Linked DNA regions of Sus scrofa: regions 1, 2, 3 and 5 are each linked to region 4. The links are chromatin contacts, called in public HiChIP or PLAC-seq maps. All regions are on one chromosome and are shown on one strand. The core of a region is the stretch at or near the end of the contact, and the rest is flanking DNA. Distances in the headings are between cores, read along the strand shown.

The links. HiChIP or PLAC-seq counts read pairs in DNA pulled down with a chosen protein or histone mark.
Region 1: a contact with region 4 is called in an H3K27ac HiChIP or PLAC-seq map of alveolar macrophages. The contact joins two enhancer-like sites. A contact is called at or near these places in 6 of 47 Hi-C or Micro-C datasets (embryonic fibroblasts, fibroblasts, heart right ventricle and 3 more) and 2 of 2 datasets of contacts at active chromatin or transcription factors (alveolar macrophages and skeletal muscle).
Region 2: an H3K27ac HiChIP or PLAC-seq map of alveolar macrophages shows a contact between it and region 4. The contact joins two enhancer-like sites. A contact is called at or near these places in 1 of 47 Hi-C or Micro-C datasets (embryonic fibroblasts) and 1 of 2 datasets of contacts at active chromatin or transcription factors (alveolar macrophages).
Region 3: a contact with region 4 is called in an H3K27ac HiChIP or PLAC-seq map of alveolar macrophages. The contact joins two enhancer-like sites. A contact is called at or near these places in 1 of 5 promoter capture datasets (liver), 15 of 47 Hi-C or Micro-C datasets (adipose tissue, alveolar macrophages, embryonic fibroblasts and 9 more) and 2 of 2 datasets of contacts at active chromatin or transcription factors (alveolar macrophages and skeletal muscle).
Region 5: an H3K27ac HiChIP or PLAC-seq map of alveolar macrophages shows a contact between it and region 4. The contact joins two enhancer-like sites. A contact is called at or near these places in 4 of 47 Hi-C or Micro-C datasets (embryonic fibroblasts and subcutaneous adipose tissue) and 1 of 2 datasets of contacts at active chromatin or transcription factors (alveolar macrophages).

Annotation. Positions count from the first base shown.
Region 1 is chr8:69,908,364-69,911,132 of Sscrofa11.1, forward strand. No RefSeq gene overlaps it. Among named protein-coding and RNA genes, the nearest start is that of CXCL8, 23 kb to the right of the region's middle. Within about 2 kb of position 1,253, at least 3 of the 83 cell types and tissues checked have an H3K27ac peak or open chromatin away from gene starts, as enhancers often do. A contact at or near this core is called in alveolar macrophages, where this site is marked.
Region 2 is chr8:69,884,318-69,887,158 of Sscrofa11.1, forward strand. No RefSeq gene overlaps it. Among named protein-coding and RNA genes, the nearest start is that of CXCL8, 47 kb to the right of the region's middle. Within about 2 kb of position 1,469, at least 7 of the 83 cell types and tissues checked have an H3K27ac peak or open chromatin away from gene starts, as enhancers often do. A contact at or near this core is called in alveolar macrophages, where this site is marked.
Region 3 is chr8:69,925,357-69,928,268 of Sscrofa11.1, forward strand. It overlaps LOC106504691 (a long non-coding RNA gene), which reads right to left. Exons shown (of 4, transcript XR_002346702.1): 3 at 2,443-2,577; 4 at 1-998. Among named protein-coding and RNA genes, the nearest start is that of CXCL8, 5.8 kb to the right of the region's middle. Within about 2 kb of position 1,450, at least 8 of the 83 cell types and tissues checked have an H3K27ac peak or open chromatin away from gene starts, as enhancers often do. A contact at or near this core is called in alveolar macrophages, where this site is marked.
Region 4 is chr8:70,100,791-70,103,666 of Sscrofa11.1, forward strand. No RefSeq gene overlaps it. Among named protein-coding and RNA genes, the nearest start is that of CXCL2, 55 kb to the right of the region's middle. Within about 2 kb of position 1,266, at least 9 of the 83 cell types and tissues checked have an H3K27ac peak or open chromatin away from gene starts, as enhancers often do. A contact at or near this core is called in alveolar macrophages, where this site is marked.
Region 5 is chr8:69,866,436-69,869,399 of Sscrofa11.1, forward strand. No RefSeq gene overlaps it. Among named protein-coding and RNA genes, the nearest start is that of RASSF6, 36 kb to the left of the region's middle. Within about 2 kb of position 1,451, at least 2 of the 83 cell types and tissues checked have an H3K27ac peak or open chromatin away from gene starts, as enhancers often do. A contact at or near this core is called in alveolar macrophages, where this site is marked.

The DNA of each region.
Region 1 (2,769 bases), core at 3-2,502, 190 kb before region 4:
AAGACTTTCCCAATCCTCTCAGTTAGAATAAACTTCCTTTAGCTCTGTGTTTTCTGCGTCTTAAATGAGAAACTATCTTACAGCAAGGATGTCCGTTCAAGATTATGTTTGTGCAATGCTCTGGACCAATTAGTATCTTTACCTTACTGAATTGAAGTGCTGGCCGTGCTGCCATTGTGATGTCTTGCAAGTACTGACCGTAGATATCATCTAGACTAGAGCTTTAGGATATCAAGAGTACAAAAACAGGCCTGTTTAATATTAGCTTTTTGTGGTCAAGCTCCAAACTTGACCATTGTTCCAAGGAGATTTTTTAAAAAGCTTGCTTTTTGAGATTGGATGCAAAGGACAGGTCACAAGTTTGAATTTCTGAGAAGACTTGAAATCAAGCTGTATGCAATCCTGAATTTCATGGGTAGAATGGCCATGGATTTGTTTTCCAGTTCTTATAAAACAGAATTTGTGAAACGGCCATCAGATGAAATTAAGAAGAGCTAAATGTAGAGAAATTTAAAGGAAATATGACTTTTTATAGTGAGTAATATACTTAATGAAGTTATTCTTCCAAACTTCATAAGAAGTGTATATAAATTCACAGTCGCCCTTCTAATCTCCTTCAGCTGTTGTATGAGAGAAGAAGACCTTCACTTGGAATCAGGCATTCTGAATTCGGATCTTGTTTTTCACTACCAGATATGGGAGTGTGGTAAAGTCACTTAAATGTTCTGATTCTCAGTTCCCCCCTTCCATTGCAAAATGGGGATATAGTACATCCTGCTGGTGCCTACTTTTGAGCTAGTGCATCCATCCCCCAGCTACTAAGAGGACTGGCTAATAATGAGTTTTGGCTGTCTCCTTGCCAGGAAATGCCCCTGAATGAGGTGCTTATACCCACCTTCTTCCTCTGATAGCTTACAGCCAATGAGTAGCTAGTATCGGTGATGGAAATTAATGATGCCTATCTCACAGAGTTGTTAGGATGAAATAAGACAACATGCTGAAAATGCCAAGAAAGAAAGAAAGAAAGAGAGAGAGAGAAAGGAAGAAGAGAAAGAAAGGGAAGGAAAGGAAAGGAACTAAGAAAATTATAGGTTTGTATCGCTAATCGATAAGGTTGGACTCATCAAAGAATGTAGTCATGATCTTTTACACTTTCTAAAGTCAGAATTCTGGGTGGAATTGTTGACATATGTAAATGACATTTATTTGCTCATATGAGGAACAAGCTTTCTAAATCCTCAAAAGAAACGCTATCTCATGGCAGTGCCAACGAACTGTGAGGTAAGAGGATGTGTCCTCCATGTTAGTCTGTCTTCCTTAACCACTTCCTGGCAAGTTGCACGTATTCATACTTTTAAATAAGTAGAATATTTGACGTGGCTTCTCTTGATCCATTGGAAGCTAATCGAAGATTTTATTTGATTTGAGGGTTCAGAATCAGCAACTATAAGTAATTCTCAAATGATAGTGATAACAGTTTAGCTGTATATTGAATGTGTATCATGTGTTGATTATTGTACATCCATTCATCCTATAAGTTAATCCTTCAAGATCATTATAATTATCCCAAATTTGCACACAGGAACTGGAAATGCTGTCACTGGATGAATTGCTGAATGTCACACCACTGGTAAGACTCAGGGTTGGAAGCCAAGATTGTCTGACCTGTGCTCTGTTGAGCTGAATTAGGGCTACATGAAGTTAAATTCATGTCTATGTTTTTATTTATTTATATTTTTATTTCATAAATTAGACCTGAGCCTAAACACCAGAACATGGAAGAAGGGTAAGAATAATGGTATGAACTGCTCTTAGCTCAGATATTTACAAGGAACCAGCCAAGAGATTACAGAGAACCACTAAAAGAGAGCCCTTGTCTATTGGTTAATCATAGCTGAGGAAGTGAATGGTATCATTATTTCATAAAACCTGAGAATAAGGGCTAAGGTGAGGGATTGTCCTTAATACTCACAGCTTGGGAAAGAAAATTCTCCCAAACTTGGGTGCCCAGTTGCTCAATTTTTTCATGTCATCGTGGGTACGTGATTCAAAGGTAGAAAGAAGATGTGGGTAGTGAGAAGTCTGGCAGATTCAATCACTGCAAAAGATAAACACAAGCTACCAACAGTGGGATCAGGTTAACCTGAGTTGAGGAAGCTAGGTAAAAATGTTGTTGCTGAACAGAAGTGTTTCCAGTCTCCCATGAAATGTGTTTGGCACTATCTCCTTTTTCCATGAATGCTGTCCAAAATTGGTTACTGTTTGAGGAATGTTGCTCATTTTTTTTCTTCAAGGATGGTGCTCAAACAACCTGATACCTGCTAATGTGAATCTATTTTCAAAAAAACATTTCAGAAGCATCATAGAATGACTGACTCGTGAAAATTCTCCCTGGATATATTAATTTTTTTCTTAATAAATGCACAAAATTCAAGACACTAATAAGATTGCTTATTAAAATACATCCAATCTGGTGATCAATCCAGGTAATATTTACTAGATAGATTTAATATATCTCTTTTTTTCCTTTCCTTTTTATGTATTTGTTTATTTCCCTACAGGTGATTAAATTATCCAGAGCCAAGGGAATAAATACCAAAATAACATTACAGTAAACTAAAGACTACCTGATCTAACAGGGTTGTTCAAATAAATAATAAGTTTAGACTAAACATAGGTAGAAATTACTGAAAATTTTCCTTATAATGCTTGGTTTCCTTATAATGCTTGGTTATCCTTTAGCATTTTCAAGCTTGCTTCTATAAGAGC
Region 2 (2,841 bases), core at 219-2,718, 220 kb before region 4:
GAACCTGCAACCTCATGGTTCCTAGTCGGATTCATTAAACACTGTGCCACAATGGGAACTCCCTATACTTGTTATTATCTTTTGTTCACTTCTGTGAGTACGTGTTGTGCAAAGCATCACACCAAGCCCTCATATGGAAGGACACATGACTTTCTCTCCTTTAGGTGCAGACAGTCCCACCAAGACAAGCTCAAAGTCCATCATATTTATCTCCATATCTCTGGCACCTCATACATAGACAATGGTTTAAAATATTTGCTTAGTAACTATATGAGTGCTGCAGTGAGGCTAGGCACATATCCAAGCAACTTGAAGATGAATTCTTATTTCCAACTCTTTCAAAGCTGACTACAGTGTATTGCACATGATGTAGGGCCTCAATCAGTACCATTTTAATGAGAAAAATACATTTCAGTCCACAATCTGGAGCCAAATTTTTACTTCTGTCTCATGGATGTTGCCATATTGACATGTTAGAGGTGAAAGTTGCCATTTTGCAGATGTCTCCATGCAATATTTGATTGTGTGTCTGCAAGTTTGAGTTATTCTATGGGAAGTAAAGGCCCTCTCACAATAGAAGCATTTTGTGTATAATTGATACTGAAATACAAGAATGTCAGTTGGCGACTTTACTGAACAATCAGTAGAAACCAAATACTTAAAACCAACAGCACAATATGACTGTGGTGGGTGATGGCCCTTTGAAAGGTTATATTTATGAGCTAGTATACTTTATTTTTTATAAAAGGTCAAATCTCTTAAATTATAGACCTCTGTAGAAAGATGAAGAATTGAACTTGAAGGAAGAATTGAGCTAGGAGGAAGAACTGAACTAGGAATCAAACTAGGATAAAAATTTCATTGACATAATATTGGATAATCCCATTAGGATTAAAATTTCCCTTTAAAAGAAAAATTCTTAGGCAAGAAGGATAATTTAACAAAGATTTCTATGATTTTATAATTTGAATCATATTGAGGCAATCTGCCCTAGAAAAAAAATTACTCTACGCCTGTCACGAGCCAGACCCGACTCTATTGCCAACACCAAGGTCTTTGGACACCTCTGCTTCTGTTTCCCCATCTGTTCAATGAGGAAGTTGTGTGGGAACAGCTGTTTATAACCACACAGATCCAAATTCCTCCTTATTATACTTTATAAATACTTTAGACTATTCCTTCCTATTTAAAAATGAAAAGAGGAAGCAACATAACCTCTTTGTACATGTATTAATGGAACTTGATATAATATTTTCTCCATAATATAAGGCAGAAATAGAGGGAAACAATTGATCATTAACTACTATGTGTTTGTCATAAATGTTCAGGTATAGATATTCAAGAAGACATGATGGAACAGACAGGTGCCTGTACCTATTTATAAAGAATGAATTTACATTTGAGAGAAGTAAGTAGCTCCTAAACCACTCCATACAAGATGTGCACAGGACTAAAAGCCCAGGAGTCTGGGTGTGGACACTAGGATAAAAAACACTGTCAGGGTAAATAAAAACAGACCAGGCTGATTTGTAGATGATAAAAGGAGAGACATGGAGAAAATAAGGAAGTATGACACTTTGACAGCTTTGTTTGCTGTTTCTTTGTAAAATGTTTATTTAGTCGTGTAGGTTTCACTACTTGATTTGAAAAGAAAAAAAATTCTTGACAGAGTGAGCAACTTAGTCATTCAAATACCATAGGGAGATAAGAGAAACAGAGAATGCTAGGGCATTGCTGTTTTTTATAGAGTAAGTGGAAGACTTCTCTGAAGAGGGAGGTTTGCATGGAGAACAGAAGGAAGAAAGGAAGATCCTGCAAAGCTGAGGAAGACTTGGTTGGGGGGTGACCCTTAGAATTGGGAGGGCAGGCCAGCTCCAGAAGGCAGAACTCAAAGTGTAAAGCGCAGAAGTGGCAGAGGGTGAGGTACAGGGTGGGACTTGGGGGCTAATCCTGTGGGGACTTAAAATTCACTGAAAACTTTCATCTTAGTGAGACAGGAGGCCACTGGAGATATTGAACTTGGTAGTAACAGGCTAAAACTTGTCCAAGCCTTTGTTTCTTTTATTCACTCAGAATTAATATGTTTTCTATTGAAAATAGAGTCTGGAGAAAGGCGAAGAAGTAGCTCAAACAACTAGACCAATTAGGAGGTTCTAGCAGGACTTAAGGGGAGAGTGGGTGGTGGTCTGGACCTGAGTGGTAGCAGAAGAGGAACTAGGAAGTAGCTGAATTTTATAAATATGTTAAACAGAGAGCAGACAGAAGTTTTTGTAGGAGAAGGATGTGGGTGCAGGATAAGGGGAGCGGTCATGACTATGTTGCCTTAAAAAAAAAAGGTACAACCTGAAAGTTGAGAGTTAAGTTTTATTTGGGGTGAAATTAGGACTTAAGCCCAGGAGATGCATCTCATGTAGCCCTGAGAAATTGCTCTGCTCCAGAGGAAGTGAGGGGGAAAGCTAGGATATGAATTTTTAACAACAAAGGGAAGGTAGTAAGAACAAAATATTTATAGATAACCAGATTTACAGGAAAAGATTTATAGAAATCCAGTTTCTATGGGAAGAGGTGAGCATCTGGGCTTCCTAGAATCACTCCTTTGATATGCATCTCAACTGCGGGGGCGGGGGAGGGGAGGGGACACGACAGTCTTTGTTTCTTTCTTCAGTTCCCCCAGGGCTCACCAGCCAACCCTTGGGAGTGACTGCATTCACAGATGAGGACATCTTTTGTTTTAAGTTAACTGCAGCCCTGGAGGCAGTATCTCAGACAGCTCTGAAATAGCACCCCAAAGAGGAAAGGGGGAATATCAAGCTCTAAGTGATAAAGGTGAGGGGGGAAGTG
Region 3 (2,912 bases), core at 200-2,699, 180 kb before region 4:
ACACCCTCATCCACTCTCCCCATAACATTTACACACCTAAAGCAAGGGTAGCCATTTCGATCCACATTATTCACTAACATTTCCCAAACAACTAGAAAAATGTTTGAAATACAGAAGGTACTCGGGAAATATTAAATGGATGAATAATGGGGAAATGAGGTCTCTTCACCTCATTGTTGGATATTTTTGTTTTTCAACAAATCAGATGGGCTTTAGTTCTTTCAAAAATTTTCACCAACTCCAACTGTGTTACCTGTGTCACAATAAAGAGTCACTAGCTGGGACTTAGCTAAGAGTCATGAGGAAACCAGGTGAGAGAAAACGGCATCAGGAGAGAGGACAGAAAGGAACAATTTCCGCTCATCCTTGGAAGATGGGGGGATAGGGGTCTGGTTGTAAAACACACTATCCCCATAGCCTCTTTCTAGACTCATTCTTCACTAAACCCAGCAAAATGAAGGCACTTTGCTCAGTTGATGAGAACCTTGCAAGGGACACTTTTGAGTTAACTACATTCAAGGGCAAGTGCAGATATTCTCCAAGTTTTGTGGAATCTCGGGTTTGGGCGCATTTTCTCCTCTGACTCAAGTGGTCAAATTTCCCAGGGAAAGTTCTCCATCTGTTATACATATGCCGTGCTTCTTAGACTAAATCAGCAGGCAGTAGGAACCGTACAAGCAAATTCCTTCGTTGTACAAATGAAAACCGGAGGCCTGGACAGGAGGTGAGCCTTGTTCTTCTGTTGGGTTATGGTGCCCTTTCCCCTCATGGACTCCAGTTCCTCTTCTCCAGTCTTCCAAATCCTCTCAGGCAGGAGAGTGTAGGAGAAAGAAGGAAAATGTGCTGAAAACCAAGTCTGAGACCTATGGGCACATGAGAGAAACTTCCTTGGCGTGGCACAGAGTCTCTGGACATCTTGTTTAGGTTCAAATCCTAATTCTGTTCTCCTACTTGCGGTGACCCTCTGCAAGGTGCTTAACTCTCTCTGAGCCGGTTTCCTCATCAGTTAAATGAGAATAAAAGATAAAAATATAGGGTGGTTGTGACTATTAGCAAAACATAAAGCCTACAATGTGCCAAGTAACAAAGTCCTGTTAGCACAATAATTCTTGAGTGAGGGCTCTCTGCATGCACTGCCAAAGTCTAAATCAAGCTCAGAAGAGAAATGTGCCGTTTTAATTCTCCTCCACAACCTTGCTTCTCCAATACCTGCTTCGTTTCTCTTTGGGTCTCTTTCATGTGTTTTTTCAAAGTCCTGCTTTTCTGGCTGGGTGTGTTATTTCTTATCTATTGCTCCTCTCGGCTGCCTATTTTGCTGTAATCCTCAACTTTGTAGGAGGTGATGCTAGTGGTATTTCCCACCCCTCCCCACCCCCCGCATCCCTGCCCCGCTGTTAGGGAAAGGGAAGTGCATGAAAAGTTCATCCAACTGGCTTGAAGTCCACAACTTTTCCTTTGTTTCAAAACTCTGCTAGATTCCATGGGTGGTGATTTCCTCCTTCCTGGTTTAGCGACCACAAGGAGGGATTTCATTTTGATTCATAACACAATATAGTCAAGGAGAAGCACACTTCTAGATGTTAATAGTAAATTATACTAGATGGCAGAATAAACTACCGAGAGACAAAAGGGCCTCAAATTTGGAAGTCGGATAGCACAGGGTATCAGTTGAAGGAGAGATAGATAAACAAGTTTTATAGCCTTATTTTACATAAATTTGGGGAACTCTGAAATACTGGTCCACATCTCTAAATCCATACACAATCTGAATTACTTTCCAACTGTGTTTTCTTTTTATGTGAAAACATCACATAGATTTTTCTTGAAGTATACATTTACCTGGTGAGCTGAAGGGAATTATGAAAGGACGAAACGTAACCCTCTCTCTCAGCTGCCTTTTCCCACCCACACTACCTTTCAGCAAATTAGCTAAGGAGACGGTGCCAGTTGAAAGCAGAACTCACTTTTCATCATTTTGGATGGATTGGGGCTTTACTCTTGTGGAAAATAAGAACTCTAAAGGTCATTCATATCTTGACCTCACTGAATATGAAGATTCTCTCCCTCCTGCTCATTCTTTTCCTTATCCATCTCTTTTTGAGAATGTCAGGAACTTTTCTTTGACGTTTCTGTGCTGGACAAATGCAGGGACAACAGGCAGCATTCAGAAAAACATCATTTTTCTTTCGGTTAACTTGAAGGCAGTAAACTCAGGATCCACTTGTTGTTCTCCAGTGTTCTACCTCCAATATACCCTTTACTGATTTTACCCCTCCAGAGTATCTAACGGACCTCATAAATTCCTGAAACTTGATGCACAACTCTATACATTTAGGCTTAGGTGGGTTTAAGGGTGAGGAGAGTGCATATAGCTTTCATCATATTTTCAAAAGAGTAAGTGGTTAAATTAAAAAGGTTAAGAACCAATGAGGTGATACCTACCAGGGAAGCTACTCTTTTGAGTCTTGGCACATAAATTAACCTTAAAAGGTTAATTCGATGAAATCTGTAGGACACCATCCAAGTTCACTCCCTGGCCCCTGGAAATGCTTTGTGGTCTTCTGAACACTCCCGAGCCTGTGAGACAGAGGCAATGGGAAGAATGAAGCAGCAGAGCCCTCTCCATCAGTGGATGTTAGTCACTAAAGGTCCCTGTGTGCTGTATTGTACCCCTTACCCCAGGCAGGGAGCAGCCTAGAAGGGATTGGATGGTTAATTCACCAAAGGAGGAAATTGCTGCCTGGCTGAACTGGTTACTATTCAATCTATTCACCACTAAATGAGAGCATGAGCTAAAACTGTAGTTTCCATAGCGGATTCTTTGCTTTTGTGTAAATAAAACAATAATCCCTGAGGGAGAACAAAAAGTAAACACAGATAAACATTTTTACTTCCTTTTGCTGATATTGCTC
Region 4 (2,876 bases), core at 16-2,515:
ATTAGCATGAGAGGCGGCCTATGACATGCATTTATATTTTCCATGTTGCATACCCTAAACGCTCCTCTGCTTTCAGTCACAAGAGTGGGGAAGAGTTTCACACAATCTCAGATTCACCTTGCTTCCCATCTCAAGAGCAGACATCTTCCTGCATTCTGCTTTCACAGCTCTCCTCCAAGGTGATGGGAGTGTGCCTGACAAATACAAGAATAGCTACAAGGGGGAGATGTGAGTTAATACCCCTGGGTGAGAAGGACTGATGGTTATGTGCTTCAGACTCCAGGCCTTTAAGGGAGAATATTCTGTCTGCTTCCTGGAAAGTCCAGTGGGCTGGAGACCCTGTTGCCCGCAGCAGCAACTCCAGGAGGCGTGCTCACTTACATTGGCTTTCGCTCTTGCCTGTTCCACTTCTCTGCTTCCTCACTCTGGTGTCCTGGATCCCTGCACAAATGAACTACCAGCACTCAAGGCAATGACTCAGATTCGGATTTGAGCAGAGTGTATATTATGGCAATTCTTCAAAAAAAAGAAGAGAGAGATCAAGAAAAGCAAAAAAATGCTTTTTTTCCTCTTCCTTCTTCTTTCTTTCTTTCTTTTTTTTTTTTTTTTTTTTTTTTTTTTTTTTTTTTTTGTGGCATAAGGAAGTTCCTGGGCTAGGGGTCGAATGGAAGATGCAACTGAGGTCTACACCGCAGTCACAGCAACACTGGATCCGAACTTCATCTCTGACCTGCACTGCAGCTTGTGGCAACGTGGGGTCCTTAACCCACTGAGTGAGGCCAGGGCCTCAAACCTGCATCTTCATGGAGACTGCGTTGGGTTCTTAACCTGCCGACCCACAAGGTGAACTCCCCCAAAATTCTTTTGTCAACAGAAATACATCTCTTTCTGGGAGTTCTGTAGAGTGTAAAAGCATTTATCTTTCCATTGCTGTATTGCTCATTTTAAAGTTATTTGGCTTCCATTTTTTGGTCCTTTGTTGTCTTCTCTTTTTAGGAAATAGCCAGTTACCCCCAAAACACTTACTGTGGTTTGGTTGCAAGATGGTGGCAGTGCAGCCCCCGATCCTCCACCCCTCATTTTCTCTAGTTTAATGTGACAGTGAACAAAGTTAAGACACTGCTGTATTTCTGAGATATGCTTCATACTTGCTCAAGAGGTTATAGTTTTTATGTATTTTCCCAGGGGGCCTGATCCTACAGTCCCTGTGGTTAGCTGTATTTGTAGGTATTTGGCAATGACTCTAAACAGCTAAGTGTGGCTGGCCTTTGGAAAACACTGGGCTGTGAGTCAGAGGGCTTTGATTCCTTTTACGATTCTACTTCTTATGCTGAGAAACCTCCTAACCACTCTGGGAATTTTTCCATCTGTAATGGAGCCACCCAGCTCTTATCTGTACCCCAGACTAAGAGAAACAGAGTTAAGAGCTCTTGGAGCCTCTTGGATTCTTAAGTTAGAAATGGGCCTGAGTCGACTGCACTTTCTTAGGTTTAAAATCTAAAGTATTTCCATTAATTGTTTTATTTTGATATGGTTGGAAATATGCTTTGATGACAAAAGATGTAAGAGTGATCTTTTGTCCTTCTATTGAATAAATGAATTCTGATACAAGGAGATTACTTATAACTGAGGGAAACAAAATCATTTAAAATACTGAATAGCCTATTAGTTTTATACATCACTTTTCTGAACCTCATCCGGACCAAGTCAAGAGCATATGGCCTTCTAATAGCAAGGATAGATTCCTTTGGCTAAAACAATGAACCGATCTACAGGATACTCCTGGGAAGTGAAGCATGGCCTTTAAGAGGACACTGGTAGAACACGCACATAAACCTCCCCTGTGCTAAATCCCTAGGTAAGAAAATAAAGGTTGGGAGAGAGGAAGCTCATTTCTTATTAATTTATTTTTGGTACAGGGGTGTGGGTGTGGGTGGGTGTTTAGAGGTGGCTTCTGTTTGTGTGCTGTTAGGTGGTTGGCTGTTCATAAGAGGTAGTCTGCAATGAAATATGACCACTCCCAATGTGGTGTTCTATGAGAGGTGGCTTTTATTTCTGCAAATTCTCTTTGAAGTGGACTGATAAAAGTTATGGCCCATTCATTGATCTCAGGATCACTATACCCAGATCAATGACTTCCCTCACCTGCAACACTCAGGTGGGGGTGGAGATGGGGTGGGGGTGGGGACAGTTTAACTGGGAAGGAGGGGTGAGGTGCTGGAAAGCAGATTCTGGTTTGCCAGAGAGCACTGACCAAGCTCTAGGTGCCAAGATGCAAGGACAAGAGGGAAGCAAAAATGCTTGGGAAAGAAAGTGGGGATGGGACAAAAAGAAAAATTAACAATCGTGACCTTGCAATTTTGCCTGGTGAACCCAAAATACGTCCAGGTTAGTGCAAAGATGACAAAGCTTCTCCCTATCAACTCATCTCGGTTTTCCCAGTCATCTGGTCCCCAACTGGAAAGACAAAGAAAGAGGTTAATTAAAAAGAGCCGAAAAAGCAAAATTCTATATATTACTGTGCGCGCGCGCGCACACACACACACACACACACACACACACACGCGAGTGTTTGAGCACACCTCCCTCTTCATCCTTCACAGCCAATATATTAAAAGCACTAAAATTCCTATCCCCAAACTTCAATCTTTTATAATTATCATGCAATAAATACATCAAGAAATGCACCGAAGAAACTGATGGTTCAGAACAAGAGAGATGAAACAGCTAGTACAGGGTTACCTGCAGGATTGGATAATGGGTTTTTGAGGGGGTGCAAGGCTATACAAATATGCCCCAAACTGGTGAGTATTCAATTTAAAGTTAAAATCATGATTTAATCACTGATTCTTCTACATTCTATTCCTCAATATCTT
Region 5 (2,964 bases), core at 201-2,700, 230 kb before region 4:
CCTTTATGTTCTGTAGGGAAAATCCTCAGGGGAGCTCACATGTGCCAGATATCCTTCTTTTCTCCTGAAACATGAAAACTGAAGGCCAGAGGGACATAGGAATGCCCCTAGGTGGTCACCGTGTCACCTTGCACCCTCTTGGTACCTGGCAGTTCTATGATGGCTGGTCATTCTGGCTGGTTAGTTTTGTGCTTTTTCCATTATTCTCAGTCTGAGTAGCTCTTGCCATCTTCCCAGAACACGAACTTCCTCCCTCTATGTTCCTTATGAGTAGCAGTGGCCTTGGGCTTCAAGCTGAGATTTTAGGAGTAATACTGAGTCAGTTTGGTGGTGACGATCCATATTTTCCGGCTTCAAATCCCAGCTCTGCCACCTGCAAGTTCTACGACCTCAGATGAACTGCTGAACCTCTTCATCTCATTGCTTAACTTTCCTCACCTACCTCATAGGGCTGTAAGGAAGATTAAATAAATGCATTGTCTGCTGCAAAGAAAACACTGAGCCTCAGAGAAAATGTTTCAGCTTGTCAAATTCAGACATGACAGCTTTAGCAACTGTATATGAAGCCTGTGCAACTTCCAACTTAGAAATTTGCTCGGCTCATGTGTAGTTTACTGTATAGCAATGGCTGTGCTCACCATTTTGCATCAATATTTTGTCTTAACTTTTCTTAAGTACCTTTCCTATAATTTCTTCATTTTCAAGTTGAAATATAACAGTTTCAAGAGCTGGGACTTTCTTCTATTAATTTCTTCATCTACCCAATGCAGAAAGGCTACATATAGGTCAAATAAAAAGTGAACTGTTTTGAAAATTTAAAAAAAATATCTATTGAGAAGCAAGCCTTTCAAAGTGCCAAAACAAATAACCCACCAATTCAGTCCCAAGGTTCCTAGTTTCGGGACAGGTCAATTCCAGTATTGATTCCACTGTTTTCAGTGGAATAATCTGACTACTTTATCACATAATCTTCCCATCAAATATCCAGATGATTTTAAGATGCCTGGATCTCGTCGTTGTCTTTCATATGAGAATAGCATCCTGGGATTACGAATGGTTTAACTGATGACTGAGGTTGTGGTATTGAGAAACAATTCCTATTCAGAGATTAAAATGACTCATAAATGGGTCAAAGGCAGTTAGAATATATTTTAACCAATCAACTCTCCAGTGAGCATTGTTCAAGCAACATGAGAGTTTCTGATTACTGGAAATCATGCAATATGGGCAAGTATTGGTGAAACATGGCAGGTGTCCTGCTCTAAAATATAATATTTTGGTTGTTTGAAAAGCTGCATTGAAAAGTTCCTTGAAAAGCTGCATCTCTATATCACATATACATTTTCCTGTAGGTGACTTCAAATGAATTATTTCAGCAAGGCAGTGAGTTTAGCCCAGGTCGACAGTGCAGAAGAGTTATTGAAAGTACTGGCTCTGGAACTGGACTCCCTGGGCTCAGATCACAGCAATGACACACTTATGGGGGTGTGACCTCAGGCTGATTCCTTCACTCGCTAAGGATCTATTTTCCTCTCTGGAAAATTGTCGTAAAAATAGTACCTCCCTCATTAAGTTACTGTGAGCATAATATTTGAGAATTTATAATAAAGTGCTGAGTCCAGAGAGAGTTGACTACATTTTAGCCATTACTTTTTTTTTTAATACTATTATTGGAAAGCATTTGCCACCTTGACCTTGCATTGGTAAATAATTTAATGGTGCAAAGAAATCTCTTCCTGATTAGTACAAAGATCTGCTTCTTCAGGGAAATCTAAGTGGTGTTTTGTTAAATGATTTTAATACTGGTGAGACCAGAAGATCCTGGAATTTGATGCCACCCTGTTCCTGTCAGAACCTGTGAGTCAGGTTGAGGCCAGCTACCTGCCTCATTCTTACATGGTTTCTACTTAATGAGGCCGCCTTCTCTCATTGCTTTCTTTGATGGGCCAAGGACCTACTGAGAAAACTGTCAATTCAGGGTTCCTGGAAGGAGGAAGTGAGTTGCCTGAGGCTAAGTATCTGCAGAACTACTCTGTCTTAGAACAGCCAACTTTAATGAGCATCTACTACGTGCTGGCACTTTACATACCCTGCTTAATATTTATAACCTCCACTTGGAATGGGATTTTATTGTCTCATTTTCATATGAGAAAACTGAAGTAAAGAGACATGTGTAATTTGTTCGAATCTCCACAACTCAAGAAAGCCAGGGTGCGCTCTGAACACTGTGTGTGTTAGATGCAAGGACTGTGTGTCTGAACATTGTTGTTTCTCTGAGGACTGGAGGGTACATATTTCATTGGGAAGGAAAAGGTTAATTTCTGTTGAATTTTGCCTTTTTCTTTATTTTATTTTATTTATTTTATTTTTCTCCTCTTTAGGGCTGCACCCACGACGCATGGAAGTTCCCAGGCTAGGGGTTGAATCTGAGTTGCAGCTGCCAGCCTTTGCCACAGTCACAGCAATGCCAGATCCAAGCCACATCTGTGACCTATACCACAGCTCATGGCAGTGCTGGATCCTTAACCCACTGAGAGAGGCCAGAGATGGAATCTGTGTCCTCATGGATACTAGTCAGATTTGTTTCTGCTGCATCACAACGTAAACTCTCTTTTTCTTCGTTTATGTATAATTTATTTATTCTGTTATTATTATTTAAATTTTTAATTTTTTTTTATTTTTAGGGCTGTGCCCATGGCACATGGAGGTTCCCAGGCTAGGGATCAGGTCAGAACTACAGCTGCTGACCTACACCACAGCCACAGCAATGCAGGATCCAAGCCACATCTTCGACCTACACCACAGCTCACTGCAACACCAGATCCTTAACCCACTGTGCAAGGCCAGGGATCGAACCTGAAACCTCATGGTTCCTAGTTGGATTCATTTCCACTACGCCATGATGCGAACACCTATTTATTCTATTTATTATTTATAATTCATTCATAATATTTTTTAAAAAGT